Linked DNA regions of Gossypium arboreum: region 1 is linked to region 2. A link is a contact called in public Hi-C data. All regions are on one chromosome and are shown on one strand. Each heading gives the region's core, a stretch centred on a gene start, on an enhancer-like site or on the middle of the called end of the contact. The rest is flanking DNA. Distances are from core to core; before and after follow the strand shown. Region 1 holds the start of LOC108476603 (protein ROOT HAIR DEFECTIVE 3 homolog 2-like). Region 2 holds the start of LOC108478878.

The links. A called contact is a pair of places that touch in the nucleus more often than the background predicts.
Region 1: a Hi-C map of leaf shows a contact between it and region 2, with 2.3 times the contacts expected there. The contact joins the promoter of LOC108476603 here to the promoter of LOC108478878 in region 2. A contact is called at or near these places in 2 of 5 Hi-C or Micro-C datasets (both in leaf).

What each region holds. Positions count from the first base shown.
Region 1 is chr6:19,795,463-19,801,918 of ASM2569848v2, forward strand. It overlaps LOC108476603 (protein ROOT HAIR DEFECTIVE 3 homolog 2-like), which reads left to right and starts at 1,331. Exons shown (of 7, transcript XM_053029916.1): 1 at 1,331-1,853; 2 at 2,484-2,550; 3 at 2,682-2,784; 4 at 3,258-3,328; 5 at 4,196-4,259; 6 at 4,343-4,408; 7 at 5,027-5,226. The coding sequence starts at 1,700. The coding sequence ends at 5,113.
Region 2 is chr6:19,656,307-19,663,260 of ASM2569848v2, forward strand. It overlaps LOC108478878, which reads left to right and starts at 5,021. Exons shown (of 2, transcript XM_017781335.2): 1 at 5,021-6,174; 2 at 6,409-6,905. The coding sequence starts at 5,508. The coding sequence ends at 6,758.

The sequences.
Region 1 (6,456 bases), core at 81-2,580, 140 kb after region 2:
AAAATATTATGTTTGATTGTCGGCTTAGTGAAATGATAATAGTTGAGGGATCATGGGACCTTGACCTTTTCAGGGTATAGATTTCGGAATATTGCATTAAAAGAATTGTGAGTATTCCTTTGCCTCATCCAGATGCGTGGTTAGATCGTTTAGTGTGGCTAAACAATTCGATGGGATCGTTTTCAATAAAGAGTGCTTATTGGACTATCAGGGAGAGATTCTAGCATCCCAAAGACAGGCATTAGAAAATCGTTTTGAAGTATCAAGGGCCGCAACGAGTCCGTTTCTTTTTTTGGCTTGCTTTTAAACAAATACTTTTTACTAATGATGAAAGAGTAAGGAGGGGAATTGGTCACGATGACTCTTGTTTGTTTTGTCAGCATGGGAAGGAAGATGTTTTACATGTGCTTAGAGATTGTCCAGTTGCATCGGCTTCAGGTTGTGGCCTTTGGCCAACATTCCAGGTTTTTCTCCAAAAACTTAGCTGAATGGTTGGAATATAATTTAAACGATAACTTATGTTTTATCTAATGTGGGGGGTTAGTTGGGTCACTCTTTTTAGGTTGCTTGTTTGGCGAATCTAGAAAAATAGAAATTTATTCATCTTCTAGAGTCTATCTTGGTACACCTTTGTAATTGTTAAATCATCGATTAGTTGGGAGAAACAATATATCTTGGTGCACAAGAAAACCTCAATTAGTCAGCAAGGAATTGAGTCACATCTACCATTGTCAAGTAATTGTTGCTTTTTTTAATACTAATGGGGTGTTTAATTTGGTTTCTAACATAGCTTCTATCGGGGGTGTTGTGGGAACTAAATGGTGATTGGATCTTGGGTTATAATCATTATTTGAAGTTTGTTTAGTGTTTGAAACAGAGCTTTGAGAGATTTTAGATGGCTTACTCTTGTACAAAAACGGGGTCTGGATAGAGTGTTTATTCAATTTGATAACTTAGAAGTGGTCAAAATCATTCAAGAAAGCCGGCCAATAAATTCGTCTTCAACCTTGGTAAGGAGGATTCTTTAAATACTTTATTCGATCGAATATTAGAGAATTAGGTACGTTTCAAGGGAGGAGAATAGAGTTACGGATTCGCTAACTAAAATAACGTCTGATAAGGACCATAACGTTCAACTATTCGAGGTGGTTCCCGGGGATCTCTTACATTTATTGGCATCTGATATTAATAGCAACGCTTTTGGCCTAGTTTAGCTCATTGTAATACGTATTTTTTCTTTTAAAAAGATAATACTTCTATACTTTAAATATGTTGTCATAGAATTTTCCGGTATATATTAGATTGACCGAAATCTCCAATCCAATTTTCCGGTATATATTAGATTGACCGAAATCTCCAATCCAAATTACACCAAATGAAACCCAATTAAGATTTCCATTATTAGAGTGATAATTATTCAAAATAGATTTCCATTATTACAAAAGGTTAAGAAAAGAAAAACAAAAAGAAATTATCGCAAACCGAGGGACTGTAATCTCTGGTCACAGACAAGGCGGATGTTTCTCTTTGGATCCATCAACTCTACGCATCACCTTTTCTACCCATTTTCCTTCGATATATCTCTGTGTTTAATAAAATAAAATAAGGAGAACGTAGACCTACTTTGCTTCCTTTCACTCTGTGTTTAGAGACCTATCTTTGAATTTTTTTTTGGGGAATCCTTGATCCGGTTTCGCGGATGGCGGAAATAGACCACTGTTGCTCCACTCAATTGATAGATGGAGAAGGAGAGTTCAATGTAGTTGGACTCGACAACTTCATTCGGACCACTAAGCTCACTAACTGTGGCCTCTCTTATGCCGTCGTAGCTATCATGGGCCCCCAAAGTAGCGGTGCGTCTCGTTTCCGTTCCTTTCAACCTTCGCTTCCTTTTTACGTTTTGTTTCTCTGATTCCTGCATGTCGATTTTTAGATCTTCGAAGTTTCTTGGATTAGTTATTATTTAAATTCTAGTAAAATAATATATTTTTCAACATTTATTTTAGTTAAATTTTCAGTTAATCGATTACTTAATTTAGGCGAGCAAATCGAGTTTCTCTACTATACTGGGTTCTCTTCTGTTAACTCTAAATTGATACCAAATTTTGAGTGAAGCTGATTGACTGTGTTTGTTTGAATTCGGCTTTACAATCTCTGTAAGAAAATCTTTTCATTCAAAATTTTCGTGCCGTGACTTTCTCATGGTGTGTAATTTAGACAAGTGAAATTTAGTGGATTTTATAAGAAAATTTCAGCTAAACGTTTTGAATGGCTAATGCTTGAATATTAATGTAGTGATTACCATTAATCCTTGCTTTATAAATTTTTTATGCATGACTGTTAAATTCTTGATTTTTCTCTGAAGTTTAGTTTCATTACTAATCCCATAGGCACGTGGTTTATAGGGGACGCCAGCATGTTGTTTTAACTCTTTCGCTATCTATGTGTCTTGTAGGCTAAAAGGCTTTATCTTTATTTGATAGGGAAGAGCAACCTGTTAAATCATCTTTTCCAGACAAATTTTAGGGAGATGGATGCATTCAGAGGAAGGTTTGTTCTTTAATTTTTCATATTTTATGGCTTCAAAAGGAATAAATATTACATCTGTCTTATTTCTCTCTTATGTACATTTTCTGCTTCTTCTTTTTCACTATATGCTAACGGACATAATTTCATTGCAGGAGTCAAACTACCAAGGGTATTTGGATTGCAAACTGTGTTGGCATAGATCCTTTCACGGTTGCCATGGATTTGGAAGGTACTGATGGAAGAGAAAGAGGCGAGGTAACTAGCCTTTTTAAAATAATTTTGGTTGTTGAAGATAAAAAGGGCTTTAAAGTTGTTTCATCTTTTCTTTTTTTTTTTTTTTTGGGGGGATGGTGGGATGGAGAAGGCTCTATCAGTAACAATGAAGTTTGTATCAAATTGATGGTGTTAAATTTCCTCAGAGTTTGTTTTGTTTTGGCAATATATGTTTGTCTACATCTATACTGGCTTGGGGGGTTAACTGAATGTATATCTCAATTCCTATTTGCTGTGCATCGCCTTAGTCCCTGAACTCACCCTCCCAGAAACCAACACACATGAATACAGACTGACTTGGAAGCATATTGGTGTTCTGGTTTTACAATGGACACTTCAATATATGAATGGTTACTTAAAAAATGCCAACTAAATAATAGTTTTGTTCATTTCTGTCTCATCAGGTGCATTTCTTTGTTACTATTTGTTCACTGATTTTTTCCCCCCATTTCCAGGATGACACTACATTTGAGAAACAAAGTGCCCTTTTTGCTTTGGCCATTGCTGATATTGTGCTAATAAACATGTAATTATCTAAATAGAACCGTTATTGCCTCATGCATTTGATGGTTATGTGCATTTTATTGGAGCTTACAGCACTCAAACTATGTAACCTGGAGAAATTTTTGCAATGAACCAGCATTGGACTTTCTAGTGAGTGAAAATAATAAAGGGTCTGTTGTCTCAAAAGTGAAACAGTCAGTCGTACTGCATTTGTTTCAGAATTTTATTAGAACACTACATATCCTTTTAGCCTGAGTGAAAAGAATAAAGGGTCTGTTGTCTCAAAAGTGAAAGAGTTGTACTGCTCTTGTTTCAGGATTTTATTAGAACACTAAATATCCTTTTAGCCTGTCTTTGCATTTTATTTTTTTTGGATTCTTGGTATTTGAATTGTGTATACTGGATGAACAAAACATGGACCTTTTAAAAACTTTCTCCGAGGATGTGTGAAGCGTAAAATTTTCAATATCGTGCGTACCCAAACATAAATTGATTGGCCTGAGTGAGTTGCCCAAATTCTAGCAGTAGAGATGAATGTCTGTTGCCTCCATTCCTCTCTAATGGCTCTGGTGGGGGTGTTATTTTTCCTTTTCTAGTTTTGATCTCAAATAAACTAGAACTAAAAATAAATAATGTTATAATATGAAATCTTTAGAATCATTAGGAATATAGCACAATTTCTAAAATTTGATCTATCGAAATAAATCATAGTTCTTACATCATTGTTTTCATCCATTCTTTAATATTCTTTTGGTGCATTTCAATGGTCAGGTGTGGGTTTGGGCGTTTGGCTTTTATCAGGATCTGATGACACCTTTTTTTTTTTTTTTTTGGGAGAGGATCCGAGAAATAAAGCTAGATATTAATCATATATTGGATATTGATATAGGTGGTGTCATGATATTGGTCGGGAGCAGGCTGCCAACAAACCACTTCTGAAAACAGTTTTTCAGGTACTAGTGTGTACTTAATCCTGTTGTCGTCTGGATTTCTGCTTTATATTGTGCTTGATAGTCTTGTTGCTGTTTTAATCTAGGTTATGATGCGTTTATTCAGCCCCCGGAAAACAACGCAACTGTTTGTTGTACGTGACAAAACAAAGGTCTGGACTAATGTCATTTCGTTTTCTTCTAAACTAATTTGTCATTCTTTCTGCTAAAACCTTTGAAATATTCTTTTTCCCTTATGATTGTTTATGTAGACCCCTCTTGAATATTTGGAGCCTATCCCGAGAGAAGATATTCAAAAGGTAACAGTAAAACCCAAATTTTGTCCAGGCTCAACAAGCAGAGCTCAAAACACTAAATAAATTAACAGTTTAATTAACACCCTACTAAACCAACTATTAAACCACCCCATTAATTCCATCCCACTAAATCACCCCACTAACTCCATCACCTCATTTGCTTGTAAAAAGATTGCCTGCAAAAAAAAAAAGGCAATCAGTTGTAAAATTTGGCTATAAAAGTCATTCAAAACTATTGTAAAGTTTTTTTTTTTTTTGAGAAAAAAGGAGAGAGATTCGAATAGAAACTTTCAATACAAGAAATATATGAGATTAATCAAAAAAATAAAGTAAAAGAGGTGTTTTTTCGTCTATTCTTGTTTTAAGTTTTTTGTTTATTTTATTTTATCTTTCAATTTTATTTTGTTTATTTTACATACGAAAGTAAAAATAAAGGAGAAGAAGCTTACCCATTTTGAAATTGCCGAAAAAAAGAGTTTTTTTTTTGTCCAGCTGCTGTGTACGATGGTGCCAATGGCGACGCGTGGAGGTCCGCTAACTGGAGCAAGGTCGGACCTATAATTTAGAAGGGAAGAGAACAGTGTTATTATTATTATTTTTTTTTAAAACCATTTTACTTAATATTTTTTTCTTATTCAGCCTACTTTAAATTTTTAATTAAATTTTTATTAGTATTTTTGTTATTTCATTTATTATCCCTTTTATTATTTTGTTTAGTTCATTGTTATGTTTTTGGCCCTCATTATTATTATTCCATTATATATATATATATATATATATATATATATTACATCATTTGTTTGTGTTTACTTACTTATTATCATTATCCTTACTTTTAGACATTTTTATGATTATCTTATTATTCATTTACCTAATCCTTTTAAGCTTTAGATTACTTATTATTTATATTAATATTATTATTATTATTATTATTATTATTATTATTATTATTATTATTATTTAAGCTATTTTACAACGTATCTATTTATTGGTTTATTTCGTGTTCTATTATTCTTTTGGTTTTTTTAGTTTTTACCTATTATTTTTTTTCTTTTATAGTTCCTTTGTTTTATTTCTTTATTCCATTTTATTTTCCTCATTGTTATTACCATTCGCATTATGCATTTGTTATTTTGGTATGCATCTTAGTACCGTAATTTTTTTACAAATTGCATTACATTAACCTTCACCCAATTCATGGAATTTTGTTTTAAAATAAAGGCAATATTCTGTATTTGAAAATTCGAGAAATTTTGCCCTAACGTACTGGGTTTCAGTTTCTTCGTTTGATCTAAATAACCGAATACCTTTTTAAAATTGAAACACAGGAATTTCAAATAAAAAGCTTATTCTCGAGAATTCGAGATGTTGTGTCCTAATTTACTAAATGTAACATTTTGTTGTCTCGAGTTAAGAATTTCTAAGAAACAAAAGACAATCTTATTCTCAAAGGTTTCAAATGTCGTGTCCTAACTCACTGGGTGTGACATTTTATTTCTTCAAAATAAGAAGTCTTAGCATCATCCAATTCGATTTATTCAAGTTTTCTTTTAAATAAAAAGGATCGTTTTTTAAAATCTTTTCAAATTTTTGACATTAATACATAAGTTAATCAATCAGGTACCAATTTTAGGCGTTACGAGGGTACCAATCTTTTCTCGTATTGAACTGACTCCAGAACCTGTTTTCTTAAATTTCATAGGCCAAAATCGATGTTTTAATAAAAACAAAATGTTTTACAAGGTGATCCGTTCACACCTAAACAAAAAGGATTGGTGGTGACTCTATTTTTCGTTTTAAAGTCGACCCTCGTTTTTCAAAATAAAAAAATAGTTTCGACAGCTTGGCGACTCTACTGGGGATGATAAAAGAGTTAGGTCGTAAAATTGATTATTTTCTGTCCT
Region 2 (6,954 bases), core at 3,771-6,270:
CGTACCTACTCTCGAAAATCCTTTGTTAAACTTCTCGAAATGACTAGGTTTAAGAAATCCAATTCAAATTGAATTTTTCGATTACAATTATGGAACCCAAATATGGATGCTTTAAGAAATCAAAAAATAGAGAAACCTACGATAACTGTAACAACCCTAACCCATATCCGTCGCTAAACTAGGTTATGAGGCATTACTGAACAAAAACATAATTTCGAACGTTCACATATTCAAACAAATTATATTTATATATATAAAGCATATTGCCAATTAATTATTAAACACACATTAATAATCATATTACATTGACGAATCATACTTCAACTTTAACCGAATCCATACCATTCAAATAATCACATTTTTCATTAGCAAATATATATATATACACGCATATACTTTCATTATAAACCAAACCATTATGGCAAGCATCATTTGAATACACAAACATGTACATGTAATATATATATACATATAATTAACATCTTGCTAAAATTCATATAATTCCCATAGTGCATTATTACACAAGTCATTACTCATTTGGTAAATATCTTTATCTCACTTACAATCTATATCAAACAACTAATCACTTTAAATACACATACACTTTACATGCAAACTTAACTAAGTTCTTTTCATAACAACAAAACATACCCTATATCATGAATATCAAAATATAACCTAAACGAGCTTATTATATAAACTTATGTTTATAATTAACTGAACATGTACCATAATCGAATTATCAATCACAACCAAGTTTAATAAACCATTTTCAAGCTATTTCCAAAACATATATCACCAATCGCATATACTTTTCATTCATTTCACATAACATTAAAATCAAAACAGAATAAACCATTACTAAACATAACCACATCCAAACTTTAAAGTTAAGCCATATTCGCATGGCTAAGTTTATACATATCCACAATTTAAAAAAATACTTATTAGCCTATACATGCCATAAGTTTGAAAATAGACTTTTAAAAGTACCGAAAGTTAACGATAGTGTGGATGACTTCGATAACGATCCCCGAGCTCGAAACTCACAACTAAAATCTATAAAACAGAGTAACAAAAACACACACAGAGTAAGCTAACTTAGCTTAGTAAGCCTTAGGTAAATTAAACAACTCACCGAATAATCAAAAACATTCAAACTAACCAAATTATATCAATAATGGTATACTTTAACATATTAAGATACCTTGGCCGAATGTTCAGAATCAATTATATAACGCCACATAAATATTTCTTATACAGCCGATTATACAAGATCAATTATATCATCATATAGACACTTACATGTAGAGCCGAATACACAAGTTAAATAAAATATCACATGTAACCTATAGTTCAAATTCAAAAGAACATTACATATGGCCGAATATGCACATTCAAGATAATTTCACATATAACCGAGTATATAAATTCAATATAAGCTCACATGTAATCAAATATTAAAATTCAATGTAACCTCACATGCAGTCGAATATACCAGTTCAATATAAGCTTACATGTACTTACCTATGTGGCCGAACATATACAATGTAGTTTAACTCAATTTCATTTGGTCAATATCCACAATAACTTGAACTCTTATAATCATAGACTTGAAAATAAATCACCGGTACAAAACCTACTAGGCATAAGCCTGAATCACACACCGGCACAAGGCCTACTAGACCCAAGGTCTGATATTTATTCACCGGCAATAAGCCTGCTAGGCACAAAGCCCGATTAATGTCACCAGTACAAGGCTTGCTAGGCTCAAAGCCCGAATATCCCAATTATAGAATCATTCCACAACTTTTCATATATCGAATAGTCCAATATTCCATGTAACACATACACACTTTCAGGAGTTTTAAATCAGTCGAATAAAACTCAACCACATTAAATCTTTGATATATCACGTTCGGCTAATATACTAATAGATTATAAAATTTGAATCATCATAGTAAAATATTCTATGTTCAAAATGAACCATGTTTAATTGCTTAAAGACTTACCTCGGATATCAACGGACGTTACAAATCGACTATTCGACTATTTTTTATTTTTCCCCGATCCAAGTCCGATTTCCTTTGTTCTTGATCTATATAATTTCAAATTAACCTCATTTAAACATAATTTCACTTAATTTAATCCAACAACACATAAATGGGAAAATTACCATTTTACGTCTGATATTTCATACTTTTACAAATTAGTCCTAATTGCACAAAACACAAAATAAACAAAATCTCACAACAATGTAGTTGGGCCAAATTTTCCATATAACCATACTAGTCCATATATTTCATCTATTTCACATTTTAATCCCTCAATTTATTATTTTTGCAATTTAGTCCTAATAACTCAAAATCATTAAAAATTCCAATACAAAACATGTTAATCTAAAACATATTTTTGATATTTCATCATCAAACATCACAAAACACAAATATTCATTAATGGCATAACACAATATTCAACGAAATCAAAAATTTGAGCATGGGCCGGGTAGTATTCGAAGCAACGATCTCAAAAACGTAAAAATTATCAAAAACCGAAACAAAACATACCTTAAAATTGAATCAACAATGGCCGAATACCTAATTTCTTATTCCTTTCTTTCTTCTTTTATTTTCAGCAATAGCAAGGTAATATGAAACTTTATTTTATATATTTATGTTATGATATATTATGTAATATTTCATAAGTTACCAAATTAACCTTTATTAATTAATACAAAACCATTATATATAAAGGTCATAGCCGTCCATGCTAATATTAAAAGGAAAAATTGCAATATAAATTCCCCATATTTAAAAGCCACTAACATTTCAATCTTATAGTTTAAACTATCAAGTTTTTATTTTACGCGATTAAGCTCTTTTATTTAATTAAACACACAAACAATCAAATTTTCATACAAAATTTTCACACATGCAAATTCACATATAATAAACACGAAAAATAATATTTAAATATTTTTCTATCTCGAATTTGTAGTCTCGAAACTACCGTTCCGATTAGGGTCTAAATCAGACTGTTACAATAACTAAATAAAAAATGGAGATAAATGTATTTGGGAAACTTTATGGAACACAAAGATAGAAGTTTTAAGAAACCAAAAATGGAGGAGGCTCCAAAAAATCTAAAGATGGAAACTTTACAAAAGCAAGAGTGGAGGAAGTTGCAAAAAAAAGAACTCAAAATCGAAACTTTATGAAATCTCCAATGAAAAAAGTTAGAGCTTGACAAAAACTTGGAAAAAAATCGAAACTTGAGAAGTTAAAAAGATTGAGCTATGGATTTTTGCTAGGTTTCGCCAGACAGCGCCAAAACGTAAAGTTTTCTTTAAGTTGGTGTGGATCGGGCTTGTTAAGGTGCTTCGAGAGGCTTGACTTGATCTACAAGACTAAATGATAAGCTAAGGTATATCAAAGTTGACACTCTGATCACTCATTGAAGCTTAAGTCAATTAAGGATCTATCGTTATAAAGACTTTTAGTGAAAAAGATAAAAGATGAGAGAGGAATAATACGTCATGACCTTATGCTTGATCCCTAAGCTTGATTTTTATTAATTGATAGTGTAAGGAGTAATCCCACACTGAATCAAATAAAGTTGATAGTGCTTGACAACTTACATATTTATCCTTCTTTATATTATAGTCTAAAAAAGTGCATATGTTTTGAGAAATTGATTGAGATTTATGTGTTTAAGCTTCAAAGAAAATTATATGAAAAGTATAAAAATAGGATTTGTTAAATTCAATATTTTCAAATTTTCAAATTCAAATAGCGATTAAGAAATTTATGCATTTGAAAATTTATCATAAATATTCCATTTTTAAATATTTTATTATTCAATATATTGTTTTTAAATTAATCTAAAATTTAAAATAAAAACGCTACTTCAAGGATTTATATAGGTTGGTTTTGTACAGGTAAAGTGAAAAGAGCGAGCCAAAAACTTGGAACGAAAGGACTAGTCATGAGACCCCATGGATGGTCCTCTCTTTGGTCAAAACCCTAGTCAAAGTGACCCCATGGCAGAAGTTTTTCTACCACATTTTCCGGTCCTAGCTGGCAGACAAATGAAAAGCAAAGAAAAGGGTTGCTGATGTGGCACTGAAGCCTTTAAATGTCTTGCCTTAAAAGACGAAATTGACATCTTTGTTATCCCCAAAAGACCAAAACTGTTTCCCTTCGTCTTATAATTAAATTGCATTGTCCAAACCACCAAACCCTTGAAAGGGTGTTTTATGTAATAATCCCCCCAACGTTACCATGTGACACATTCTGCTACTCGTTTCTCTTAGCTATTTCTTTGCATGGCGTGGGACTTATTTAAGAAGCCTAACCAAATGATTAGGGTGTTGTTTGCCGATTTGTTTAGTCTTTTAATGTAGATCTCTCTTGTCTGATCTTGTTTACAGGAAATATAACGCCACGCTTGTTATTCATTGCCTCATTGCCTGTATCTTATTGATCACTATGAACATATCATATTAATATTGCAGGTGCCTTTTTATTTTTGAAAAAAAAAAAAGTGGACAAGTCAATCTTGTGTTCGAATTTACTTTTCAGTGAAGTTTAAAGTCAAATGCGACATGGACATAAATTACTTTAAAAAGTAGGAGAATTCCTTTGAGGCATGTAAGTACGTGTTGTCTGAGAAGGTTTGTAAAGTTGTTAAAATGTGTGTTTAATTATTTTTTCATTACTTTAAATTGTAGGGAAGAAAGATATAGATGTAGTTGAAAAGTTGAGTGATGATTGGTGGCTTAGGCTTCGTTTGGATGGGCGATTGACTGCGGTGCAGTGTGTTTAACTTATTTTTTATCTCACGCTGCAGTATCGCTATAGTATTTAATCTCACCGCCATCACTATTTTTACACTAATCGCAGTTAAACACAAAGCCTATCCAAACTCACCCTTAATCACTTTTGCCACAGGGCTTACATGGTGGTGAACACTCTCCCCCCACAGTATATATCTTTTTCTCTATCCCTAATTGTCTACCCTTTCCTAGAAAAACAACCCTCTCTCTCCTCTTTCTCTCTCTGAAAATTTTTTTTAGGGGTTCATTGTTGTGTCAGTTTGAGTGGATATGCTTGGCCTTTTGTTATAATTAATGGTAGTTAGATCTCTCTCTCTCTCTCTCTCTCTCTCACTTTGTAGGGAGGCAGTGGTTTGAATAAGTAGTTTTAGATTTCGACTTTAAACTTAGAAGATTTCATTTGATAATTTGAATGGCTTTTGCTGGTTCTCTCCTTTTCTTTTTCATAATATAAGAATACATTTAATTCTCTTCTAGAAATCGCCAAAACCATGAAACAGCATAATCTCTTTATGTTTATCTAGTCACTGATCATTTTCTTTAGGTTGACTTGAACTCACGTTAATTCCTTGGCCTAAGTTTCATTCTTGTAAAAAGGGTTAATATCTAGCTCCAGCTTCTCTTTCCTCTCTCTCTCCCTATGTTATTTTAGGGTGTTGCAGGCACTTTGGCGATGGCTGATCAAGGTGGTAACAACATTGGAATGAGGGAATATAGGAAAGGGAACTGGACTGTTAATGAAACAATGGTATTGATTGAGGCAAAGAAGATGGATGATGAGAGAAGAATGAAGAAAAGCTGGGAGGGTGAAGGGAAGGGCAAACCAACAGAGCTGAGATGGAAATGGGTAGAAGATTATTGTTGGAGTAGAGGGTGTTTGAGGAGCCAAAACCAGTGCAATGACAAGTGGGATAATCTCATGAGGGACTACAAGAAAGTGAGAGAGTACCAAAGGAGAACAGCTGGAGCTGGGGATAACCAAGGATCTTATTGGGAAATGGAGAAGAATGAAAGAAAAGAAAAGAACTTGCCTACTAACATGCTGCGCCAGATATCTGAGTGTTTGGAGGAGGTGGTGGATAAGAAAGGAGGTCAAAGGGTGGTTCTGCTTGCTACTGCCACTGCTAGTGGCTCACTTCCCATTCCCAACATACCGGATGTTATGGATAGACCAATTACTAGCGTGCAACTGCCTCCTATATTGCAACATCAACTTCCACCTATTCCAGCTGCAGTTCCATTACCTCTAACAGCACCGCCGCAACTTCCGCTACCGACAGCTGCTCCTACACCACTATTACAACCACCTTTTTCGTATGCTCAGCCATTGCCCACAGTAGGTACTCTCTCCCTCTCTCTAGCTTGCCTTGCTCACATGCATCATTGCCCGTACATAAATAGTAGATTTCAGTTTTTTAAGTAGTAATTTTGACGGGTCAGCACAAATTCCAATGATTTAAATTGGTACGCCACGTTAGAGACTACTTTGTATGATGATCTCTGATTTTTGTATTGATTGATTTCATTGGTTCCATATATATATATTTATGTTTTGGAGATGTGTGATGGCACAGATTCGGATACAAGTGAGTATTCAGACTCACTAGCAAAGCGAAGGAGAAGATCAGGCGGCAATGGGGAAGGCACCAGCAGCGGCGCTGCTACTGCAAACAACTCAAATGAAGCGGGCATAGCAATATCGAAAAGTGCTTCCATTATAGCAGAAGCCATCCAGGCCAGTGAGGAAAATGAGGAGAGAAGGCATAGAGACCTTGTTAGTTTACATGAGAGAATACTAAAGATTGAAGAATCTAAGACAGAGATCAACAAAAGAGGCATTGATGGCCTGGTTGATGCCATTAACAAGCTTGCTAATTCCATCCTTGCTTTTGCTTCCCATAAAAACCAGTCAGCTCCAAAGTGATGCTCTTTATGGTTCCAATTATGTCTTAATTAAAAGTCCCTAATCTCCTTTATGTTAAGTGTTTAAGCTCGCATGTTTTGTGCTTAAACACATACAAGGGCAGGTTGTACTACTACCAAAAGTGAAATATCAGCAAACTGTTATGCATTTGGGACGTTTATCTTAAAGGAAAGTATTGTGTCCATATATTGCTTGA